Linked DNA regions of Gossypium hirsutum: region 2 is linked to region 1. A link is a contact called in public Hi-C data. All regions are on one chromosome and are shown on one strand. The core of a region is the stretch at or near the end of the contact, and the rest is flanking DNA. Distances in the headings are between cores, read along the strand shown. Region 1 holds the start of LOC107934615. Region 2 holds the start of LOC107934611 (histone H4).

Evidence for each region. A called contact is a pair of places that touch in the nucleus more often than the background predicts.
Region 2: a contact with region 1 is called in a Hi-C map of leaf, with 1.8 times the contacts expected there. The contact joins the promoter of LOC107934611 here to the promoter of LOC107934615 in region 1. A contact is called at or near these places in 3 of 34 Hi-C or Micro-C datasets (callus, hypocotyl and leaf).

Annotation. Positions count from the first base shown.
Region 1 is chrA02:102,681,734-102,687,560 of Gossypium_hirsutum_v2.1, forward strand. It overlaps LOC107934615, which reads left to right and starts at 2,181. Exons shown (of 4, transcript XR_005903693.1): 1 at 2,181-4,860; 2 at 5,679-5,827.
Region 2 is chrA02:102,967,786-102,973,612 of Gossypium_hirsutum_v2.1, forward strand. It overlaps LOC107934611 (histone H4), which reads right to left and starts at 2,897. Exons shown (of 1, transcript XM_016867088.2): 1 at 2,333-2,897. The coding sequence starts at 2,790. The coding sequence ends at 2,479. LOC107934620 (linamarin synthase 2) reads left to right here and starts at 5,668. Exons shown (of 2, transcript XM_041079676.1): 1 at 5,668-5,827. The coding sequence starts at 5,753.

The sequences.
Region 1 (5,827 bases), core at 931-3,430:
ATAACATAAGGAAGTTTATACAAACTGGGAAAAGAAAGTAAGTTCAAGACAGTTGGATTGAAGTTTTCCTCAAAAGATGTTTTTGTTGCTGTAGTGAAGCGGTATAGCGCAAAGCATGGGGCCAACTTCCATGTTACATCTTCAAGTGTAATTGTAAACTCATTGCACGAAAGATGAAATTTGTGCGTTTCGAGTCTTCATTTTTCCAACAAAACATTGATAAGTGCGAGCTCCAATTTGGTCCCCCTAAGCATACAATACACGTGCAACAATCCCACCTCTTCCAAGTGTTGTTCAATAATACGCGATGCCCTCGCACTTAAATTGTGTATATACGTCTCGATAATCTAATTTTTGGTCTAATTATATAAACATAAAAATTTTAAAAAAATTAATAATGTTAACAACTTAATAATTATATTAATTAAAAAATTAATAATATTTTCTTACCATTTGTAATTGGACGTCGAAAATGTGTTTGTCATCCAAACGAAAAAGAGGCATTGAAATTTTTAAGATTATAAAAATAAAATAAAATCAAAGAAATTATGAAATATAAAATTAAGACAAGAAGAATTTGAGAGAAATTAAATGAAAATGTTGAGAATAAAATAGTTGAGAGAATAAGGGTTATATATAAAATGAAATAGTCATTGGAGGTAAAAATGTAATTAGCCGTTTGAAATTTTAACTTGACCATTGGACTAAAACGGTTCCTGCATTTTTTATTTCTCTCTCCAAAATTGACTTATTTTCTTAAATTTAGGAAATATCAACTTAAATCCCTTGTTATGTTTAAAATTGAAAATTTTTACGTAATTAGCCCCAATTTTTTTCACCACCATGTTCTCAAAATAAAGAAGGGGACTTCAATTTTGGAGTTGTAAATCTTGATGTAAAATATAAAATATATATTTACGATTTGTTGGGTTTCAGTGAATGTGGCATCAAAAATAAAATGATTGCAACATTCTAGAATTTTCTAAAAATCATTTGAAGACTAAAGTATGCACCCTTTCATTATGTAACCAGATTGGATTTAAATCCACATCAAATCACGTGGGTCGGAATTAGATTTTTTTTGGGTCTTGGGTTAATTTTGCATTAGGTCCTTCATGATTTGTTAGTCTGCTTTAGTCCTCCATTCGTTTCAATTTCACTCAATTTATACTTCCTGGATTTTTTTTTTGAATTCAGTTAGGGTTGTCTATGTTTGAATTTTTTTTCCATTTTTATTTCATATGGTTCAAATTGGTGATTAATTATTTCATTAAAATTTTTAATGTAGTATAAAATCTATGCATCACACGGGAAAGAAAACTAATTTGTAAAATAAGTTGTTTCATTTTTGTATTTCTTGAAATATACAATTGAGAAGTTAGATTTAACGTATTGAATTAATCATAGATAAAGTAAACGAATAATATTTTTATTTATTTTTTGTATAATATAGTTTTTATTCTTTTGAAGCTAGAAATAAGGTATTAAAATAAAATAATAATTAAATTTTAATAATAAATAATTATTTTAGTTATATATAAATTAAAATTATGATTTATCGGTATAGATAGCATTATATATTTTAATAATAATTACTTACATTAGTTACACGGTTTAAAAATTAAATAAAAAAATAAATATCTATATTTACATGCAGTGTACATAAAATTTGAGACTAGTATATATAAAAAAATAAGTTTAGAAAATTTTTTGTACTGATGAAAATATTTTTTATTTTTTATCATATTATTAAATTCACATTTAAAAATAATTATAATATTTAAATTAAAATTATTAATTAAAAAGTTGAAATAAAATAGAAATTGTAATAATTATTCATTTAAAAATAACTATAATTTAATAGAATTTGTGATAATTGCACATTTAAAAATAATTAGGATTAGAATTAAAATTATTAGTTAAAAAGTTATGCTAATTTTAATATAGAGTTATTCCTTGAATAAAACACTAAGCATAAAATATAGAAAAAAAAAATTTGTGAATAATATAATTGTATTTGTAATTTACCATTATTAGTTAATTTTTTATGTAAACAAAAGTTTTGGTAATTTTGTTGATGTAAAATAGAGTTATTACTTGAATAGAATTCTAATCATATTAATTATTACTTAGTTAATATTAGAGTTAATTAATCTGCCGCTTTGGCACGCTCTATCTGTCCTTTTTGACACGCTTTAGTCTTGCTTCCTATTTGTTTCCTTTTGTTGTATTTTTCTTATATTTTTTCGGTTTGTTACTTTGATCTTCCGTTTGTAGTGGGTTGTTTTCGTTGTGTGGTGAGAAAGAGGCATTTTCTTTGCCAAACAAATCTGAAGCACAAAATGTTGTGTATAATTTCTGCTTGGTAGGGTGTTTTCTTATTGCTAGTGTGGTGCATTTCCCTGCGATGAGAAATACTATGGCCAACATTTGGCATCCTTTGGAGGGTGTGCAAATTTCTGATTTGGGGGAGAAACCCTTTCTTTTCAAGTTTTTCAATGAGGTAGATAATTCACGGGTTATCTCAGGTGCTCCTTGGACTTCCAATAATCACCTCCTGATTTTCCATAGGCTTGAGGAGAACGAAGACCCACCGGCTATTCCTTTGGTGTTTTCAGATTGTTGGATTCATGTCCACGAGTTGCCTCCGGGTTTCTTCCAGGATTCTATGGCAGTTCAGTATTGGCAAATTTCTTGAATATGACATGAAGCAGTTGTCTAATGGATATATGAATTATATACGCATTTAGGTTTCGGTTTGATGTTCGAATTCATCTAAAAAGAAGAAAGAAAATTAAGATTTTCGAGTCAAAATTCACTTATGCAAAATTTAAGTATGAAAAATTAACTTTATTTTGCTTTTTATGTGGATGTCTTGGTCATGGTAATAATTTTTGTTCGCTGAGGTTACAATATGGAATGCAGGAACTGGAGATGGGTTGGGATCTGTTTTTGAGAGCTCAAGGGAGGAAGGCTTCCATTGCTAATAGTATCTGGTTAAGGGGGGAAGGATATAATAGTTTTTTTTGGAAAGTCCCATTTTGGGCAATTTTCCAGCCAACAATCAAGTCATAATCAAAGGCTTGAATTAGGAGCTAATTTTATTTCCCCTTTTGGGATTAATTTGGAAGGGTCCAAATTTCCTGCTGTTTTGAATGATTATCAGCAAGGAAATAATTTTCGCAATAATGGGGATAAGGATTTGGATCTTGGAAAAAGCCAAATGTTTGGGCCTTCATTTTCTAGTGACGTTCAAAGGAAAGCACCAGGTGGGTTGGGCCGACCAAATGGGTTGTGAATTAGAGGAACAACCTTTTATTAATGAAGAAGGTAAAAAAAAGGCAGAGATTTAACGTGTTGATCTCAAATGTTTCTAATGCTCAGGATTTATTGGAGGTTGCTAGGGAGAACTCTTCTCATTATAATCAGATATCAGTGGCTGTCATTGGGCTAGCCGACCAAAAGCAATAAAAATACCGTGCTGTAATGTTTTCGGATTGGGGAGTCTGCGAACTGTAAAAAGACTTCAGTATATACTGAAGATTCATCATCCCCAACTTGTCTTATTTGTGGAGACAAAATTAAGTGCTAATAAAATAGAGGCAGTGAGGAGACGGTGTGGATTTTACAATGGTATTGATGTTTCAGCGAAAGGATCTCGAGGGGGCTTAAGTGTCGGGTGTAATGGGAATAACTTAGTCAATTTGCAGAGTTTCCCAAAAAATATCAATGTTTAAATTCAAGAAGATGATGCAACTTCTCGATGGCATTTCACCGGGTTTTATGGGGCTCCGGAGTTTAAGAATAAAGTGGAGACTTGGGAGTTACTTCAAAGGTTAGGGAGAAATAATTCACTTCCTTTATTGGTGGGTGGTGATTTCAATGATATTCTTTTTACTTATGAAAAACAAGGAGGATTGCTAAGGGAGGAGGCTTGGATGGAGGTTTTCCGCAGGACTTTGGATGCTTTTCAATTAGAAGATATTGGCTTTTTGAGAGCTTGGTTCACATGGGAAAGAGGGAGAACTATGGAAAGGAACATTAGGGAAAGACTTGATAGAGGAGTGGCCAGCGATGCTTGGCTTTAACTTTTCCCTAATTATTCGTTGAGGCATCTCCCACATTCTTTCTCGGACCATTTTCCTTTATTCATTGAAATAGAGAATGCTAGGATGGATAGAAGATCTATTCGGTTTCAATTTGAAGCCTAGTGGGTTTTGGAGGAGACGTGTAAGGATAAGATTAGGAAGTTATGGGAGGGTAGTTTTGGCTCCTTTCTTATTCGCATGACAACTCTTGCTGATAGTTTGAAAGCATGGGATAACAAAATTAAAAGTAAAGAAGGATGGAAAGTGAAGCGTTTGAATAGAAGATTGGAGGAGTTGAATTGTGAAGAGATATAATAGGAGAATTTGGGCAAGATTTTTGAGGTCAAACTTCACTTGAATATGAATTTGGATAAGGAGGAGAAATATTGGGAACAAAAGGCAAGAGCTAATTGGTTGAAAATAGGGGATAAGAATACCTCGTTTTTTCATAAATTTACTTCCCAAAGAAGACCAGCCAATCGTATCTAGGGATTGCAACGCAGGGATGGATCTCTTGCTATGGATGGAAGGGAGGTGGAAAGCATTGCCTGTGGGTACTTTTCTGACTTTTTTGAGTCTAGAGGAATAAGGGACTTGGAGCGCATTCTTTTTAAGGTCCATTTGTGTATTTCAGACAATGTGAATCAAAGATTAACAGCCACTTACAAGGAGGTTGAAATTATTGAGGCATTGAAAGGAATAGGACCTACTAAAGCGTCGAGTGCTGATGGTTTTCCAGTAATCTTTTACCAAAAATTCTGGCACATGATCGGTAAGGATGCTAGTGGTTTTTGTTTAAATATTCTTAATAATGGAAATTCTTTGGAGGATATTAACAAAACCCAATTGGTGCTATTCCCAAAGTGGCTAATCCTATTAATCTGAAGAATTTTTGCCCTATTAATTTATGCGCAATTATTTTTAAGATTATTGTAAAAACTGTTGCTAATCGACTTCAAAAGGCTTTGCATGAGTGTATTGATGATTCGCAGAGTGCTTTTGTTCCTGGCAGATTCATTACTAACAATGTACTTTTGGCTTATGAGGTACTTCACTCGTTCAAGAATAAAAGATATGGGAGAAAGGGTCTCATGGCTTTAAAACTTGATATGAGTAAGGCATATGACAGAGTGAAGTGGCCTTTCATAAAAGGAATAATGTTAAAAATGGGTTTTGATGGGCATTTTATTGATATGATTATCCGTTGCATGAATTTTGTCTAATATTCCATCTTGATTAATAGGGAAGAAGGGTCTAGTTTTAAACCTTCTAGGGGTTTGCGCCAAGGAGATCCCTTGAATCCCTATCACTTTTTGTTTTGTGGTGAAGGACTTTCTACTCTAATGAGACTGGCTAGTGAGGATAAGAAAATTTGTAGTGCTAAAGTTTGTAGGTCTGCCCCCTATCACCCACCTAATGTTTGCAGAGGATTGTATTCTATTCGGAGATGTATCGAATCAGGGAATCAATGTGTTGAAGGACATTCTCGCAGAGTATAAGTCATGCTCAGGACAGTGTGTGAATTTTAAGAAATCCACTATTTTTTTCAGTACTAATGTGAAGGATCATGACAAGAATCTGGTTTTTCAGGTTCTTAATGTTCGTTGCTCGACAGATCCAGAGAGATATCTTGGGCTTCCAAATTTGGTGGGCTATAAAAAAAACGGCTTTCCAGAATTTGAAAGATCGTTTGAAGCAGAAAATCAACAACTGGAGTATAAGGCATATTTCTTAAGGAG
Region 2 (5,827 bases), core at 1,647-4,146, 290 kb after region 1:
GTTTATAGAAAAATATTAGTCAAATTTGTGTCACTTTATCCCTTATTTATAGTACTAGGAAATCTAGTCTATTCCTAATTAAATTCTAAAAGATAAATACAAATAATTAAAGATAATTAAAGATAAAAGCTAAAACTAAATCTAAATAATTATCTTTAACAATTACCCGAATATAATTAAAATTTAAATAGAGTCTTGTGTTTATAAAATCTCTTCTTTGCACTTTTGCCTTCAAGTCTCTCATACTTTACATTTCTGGCACCACTTATTTCCTATTCGCATGTTGGCCCGTTTTATCTTTAAATTAAGGTTTTTTCCCCCAAATTTCCTTTTGCCTTTAATTTAGTCCCTATAAGATTAAAAACCATAAATAGCTCAAATTAGTAGGATCATACTCAAAATAAATGTAATTAATACATAAAAATATGTTATTCTAAAGTATTGTCAATAAGTCTCGTTAAAAATGTTTTTGACTTGCACTTGTTCCAACTTTATTGTTCTAATGATGTTGAAATACAAGCTAGAACCAAAGAGTTTGCTAAGTCAAAGAGAGAAAATCAACACACGATATTTGTTAACTCAATTCAAATTCATCAATCTTAAGTCTACGGATAGGGGTGAGTATTCGATCGAGTCAAGTCGAATCAAGAGAAAAGTTTTAGAGTTAGTTGAGTTGCCAAATCTTATTTTAGAAACCGAACTCAATTTGAATTTTTTTCAAATTGAATCAAATCGAGTCAAAAAATTTCGAGTCAAATCGATTCGAGTTAATGAATCCTATTATTTATACTTAATGTTGCGTTTAGATGGACTGATTATTTAACTAGTAGACGAATTAAAAGATTATTTAACTATATGAACAATATAATGATTTTACCTTTTAACTTAACGAGTAAACATTTATCAAAACGACGTAGTTTTACCTTTTAACTTAATTATTTTGAATTTTAACTTTTAAAAAAGTAAACATTTATCAAAATAACGTAGTTTTGTCTTTTCTTATTCGGATTTTTGGATAACTCGAATTGTGTAATTCATATTCGAGTTAAACCAAAAACTTAATTTTTTTATTCGAGTTAATCAGAATAACTTGATTAACTCAAATAATTCGAATTATTTAATTCAAAATTTAAATTTTTTATCAAATTTTTCAAATCGAATTGGATTTTGCTCACCCCTATTTGTGGAGCCTCACTTAGAAAATAATTTTCTTCAACAATTCCTCTGATACAAATTGTTGCATATCACTCTCCCAATAAATATTTGTAACCTCAAAATCAAACCCAAATTGTTGCATATCATTATCCCAAAATATCCCACTTTACATTCTAACATCTTTCCATAAAAAGCCTCTAAACAAGTGTCCAAATACACTCTAAATAGCTAATGAAGAAGTCAACCAACAACTTATTTCTAGGCTAATGCAAGAATCTCTCCAGTATTTTGATAGGCTTGAAATACTCATAAAATTTAAATTTATCTCTTAAATTATCTAGAATAATTATCTAATAAAAACATTTATAAACATGCATCTTCAACACTTTAAATTTATTCCTTTCCTTCAAATCAATCATTTGAAAGATAAAGATCATAATATGTTTTACCAACAAATTCCACTTTCGCTTACTTTTTAAATCATTTAAAAGAAAAATTATTTATATTTTAATCCGCAAATTAATGATATTTAAAATTATTTTATATAAAATATTAAATTATAAAAATTAAAAAAATTTATACAAACAATACAAATAAAAAATAATCAAAATATAAATTTATTAATAATATAGTCATCTTAATGTATTTTACCCAAAAAATTATAATGTCTTCAAATAGGCTATTTTTAAGGGTCTTCACTCTTGGATTTAAGCTTTTTTCACCCACATCTAATTTACTTTCTCTCTCAAATTACAATATTACTTTAACAACTAATTTCACCACCACTATTATTTTTACTGTTACAGCATACAAACCCATGACTCTTCGAAAAATGACTGCACGTAAAAATAAGAAACAAACGAAAGACCTAAAACCTGTTCTCTACCAGATTTACCAACCAAGATACGCCATTCTGTCTGCTTTTGAGAGAAACTACAACTATTAAGGCAAGCTCAATTGCTGACTTGATTTACAGTTCAATTCTTCAAATATTTTTTTGTGGGAAAAGGCTAATAATCGATTGTTGATTTATTTTCCATATTTTTCAAGATTTATATAACATTTAACGAGCCTTGACAGATTCAGCAAGAAACCAAAACGCAGAGCAGCGATTATACCTATAATTTCAGGCGAACCCTAAATATTTTAGAACTGAGATTCAAAAATCAAAACCAAATTAGCTTTTGAAACGAGATCTTCAGAGAAATTCATCGAAATTCGAAACAAAAATACATTAAACTAAAGAGAAAATCCAAGAAAAAAAGCCTACAAGAAACTGTTACAAAAAAAATTTACACAAAAAAGAAACCCTAAAATCCAAAATCAACCGCCGAAACCGTAAAGAGTCCTTCCTTGTCTCTTGAGAGCATAAACGACATCGATAGCGGTAACAGTCTTACGCCTAGCGTGCTCCGTATAGGTGACGGCATCGCGTATAACGTTTTCAAGGAAGATCTTGAGAACCCCACGAGTTTCCTCGTAGATCAAACCACTAATCCTCTTCACGCCGCCTCTACGAGCTAATCTCCGAATCGCCGGCTTGGTGATGCCCTGAATGTTATCTCGGAGAACCTTACGATGCCTCTTAGCGCCTCCCTTTCCCAATCCCTTGCCTCCTTTTCCACGGCCCGACATTTTGAAGAATCGAAGAGACTCTTTTTTCACAGAAAACTGGGAATTTTTTGAATGCTTGAAAGCGAGGGATGTGGAGCGGGGTTTAAATAGGGGTTTTTTTTTTGTTATGGATAGAGGAAAAGAATATGAACTGTTGGATTTGAACGGTATCTGACGGTGGATATTGGTGATCCATAGCTTTTGATATTATTGGCTGGAAATGTAAGAGGAGTGTTCGTTTATCTAATGGTTAGTGAATCGATTCATGGTGTGTTGTGCGCGTGTTTGCGCGATTTTGAACCGTGGATTAGGCTTCAATCATTTTGAATTATTTCAATCCTTTTGAATTATTTTTTTTATTGTTAGGAGGGTAATCACGAATTTTAAATATAAATAGTAAAATAAATATAAAAGATATATAAAAAGAATTAATTAATAATTATAAAATTTATATTTAAGTATAAATATAATTTTAGATATATAATTAAAACATATTTATATATATAATATTTTTTTTACAATAGTGCTAATGTAAATATATATATTAATTTTTTAATGCGTGCCTCGGGTTAAAATTTTTTTTATGATTGAGAGAAGAAAATAAAGTAACATGATATCGAATATAAGTTCTCATACTTATAATATAATACTTTTGTCATTAAACCTAGAGATTGTTGACAGGTTAAATTTTAAATATCAAGAAAATATATAATTAATAAATTTTATGTGCTAAAAATATTTAGAGGGAAATATAAATAATAAAATATGTATAAATTTATTGTTTGAAACTTCCAACTTTATATCTTAACTTCAAAGTAGAGACAAATAGAAAAAGTTTGACTAGTAATAAAAGTTATTTTTTACCAGTGCGTATGATTTAACAATAAGATAATGAAAATAAAACAATTTAAATTAAATGAAAGAAAATATGATTAAAAATTGTAAGTTAAATTATCGAGTATAAATAAATTAAAAATATTTATTGTGAAAATATAAGTTGCAAAATATAATTAAAAATTATATTAAAAAAATAAAAGAGCTCTACAAATATTTTATTTCTTTATTACATATCGCATTAAAAATTAAAAACTTAATAACCTTAATATATATATATAGATATATATATATATCTAATGCGGGAATGATATATAATTTTATGCTCCTCTAGTGAATCAGATTATAATGCAAGCAAGCAAATTATTTTAAAAATATTTTAAAGGGTAAACTATTAAAATAGTCATTTTTGTTTGCTTTAAGTTACTTTTTAGTTATTTATTAGCTACTTATGTTTAATATATTACATTTTAGTCACTTACGTTATCGTTTTGTTACGAAATGGTCACTTTTCCGTTAAAATCTGTTACTTTTTAAACGACAATCCAACATAATAGTTAAAATAGGTTTTAAATGCCAATGTAGATGTTCAGCTGGGATGAGAAATTTTAAATTTTATTTATGAAATTATAGAAAACAAAATTTTGTTCTAAAACTCAATTTTCTCCCATTTAAAAAGAATGAACAGTTGGGGTTTTTTTTATTACTATCGGAGAAGAGAAAAGCAGAACGATAGAAAAGAAGAAGAAGAAGAAGAAATGGACACACCAACCTTTATACCTGCTTGCTATTATGGTTGCTTACAATACATAAATAAACAAAAATGAAATATGTCTTTTTTGTTTGTCACATATACAGAAAAACATGAAAAGATGAATCACCTTTTTGCAAAAAAAAAACCATAATATTTGAACCCAAAATTTAGGTAAAGAACAAAAAAAACTCATTACTTATTGTAACCTATACTTGGACTCTCCATTGAAACGATTCTTTGTTCTTTCATTTTGAATAAAAGATCCAACCGATTGATGGAGCACTCAATTTGATTTCTACTATTTCAATTCAACAAATAAAACTATGAAAATGATTGGCTTTTTAGTCAAAATGAAAACGAAAACTAAAAGAAAAAGGAGACCAAGAGTTCTTTTTTTTTTTTTCAGTTCAAGGATTAATGTGGTATATTGGTTTTGATTCTTTCAAGAAACCAATTTAACATTTTCCTTTAATTAATTTAGAAAATTTAATTAATTTAATTTATGTTGGCATTTAAAACCCATTTTAATTAATTGCCACATCGGACTGTCATTTGGGAGGTAACATATTTTAACACAGAGTGACTATTTTATAACAAAACAATAACGTCAGTGACTAAAATATAACTTGATACAAACAAAAGTGACTATGTCGATAGTTTACCTTATTTAAAAAAAATGTCATTATCTAATTTAAGGATGACAAAATTTGGAATGTCTAATGAATCTTGAATCGTCTCGCTTCAAATGGAATGAATTTATTCTTGGACTATAAAAATGGGGCGAGATGTTAATTTTTAGAAGGTGGATGTAAAACAGTTCAAATAATTACTCGCCTCACCTCAACATTTCCTATTCTAATATATATAAAACTATCATTTTACTTTTATATACAATGCTAATGAAATGATAAATATATATATAGAATTAAATCATAAAATATAACCATATATTTTTCAACCTTTTATGTATATAACTATTAAAAAAGTAAAATAATAATTTCTCGTTTATATTATATATATTTATTAGAAAAATCAAATTAGGGCGATGCAAGACCATATCTTAAATCTCAAATAATATAATAGTGATAATAGTTTGCTTTTTTATTTTGTTTTTTAATGTTTAAAGGTGGCCGGAATCTTCCACAATAAGAGAGAGCCAAGTATGTATAAAAGATTATATCAAACGAATATAGGTGAGATCATATAGTAGGCAAAATTTGAAGCCGCATGTCAGTAAGAACATTCCCAAATTAATTAACTAAATAACAGTCGGCATTTACCTCTGTTTTGGATTACGCAAGAACATTTTCCCTTGTCTATATTGAATGTTCCTAGCAAGAAAAGCATTTCCCAGCAAAGACCTTAAATTTCCAACTTTGTTATTGCTTTCCTAAGATGGCTTCAGTTGAAACCAGTAAACCCCACGCTGTATGCATTCCATATCCATCACAAGGTCATGTTAGCCCCATG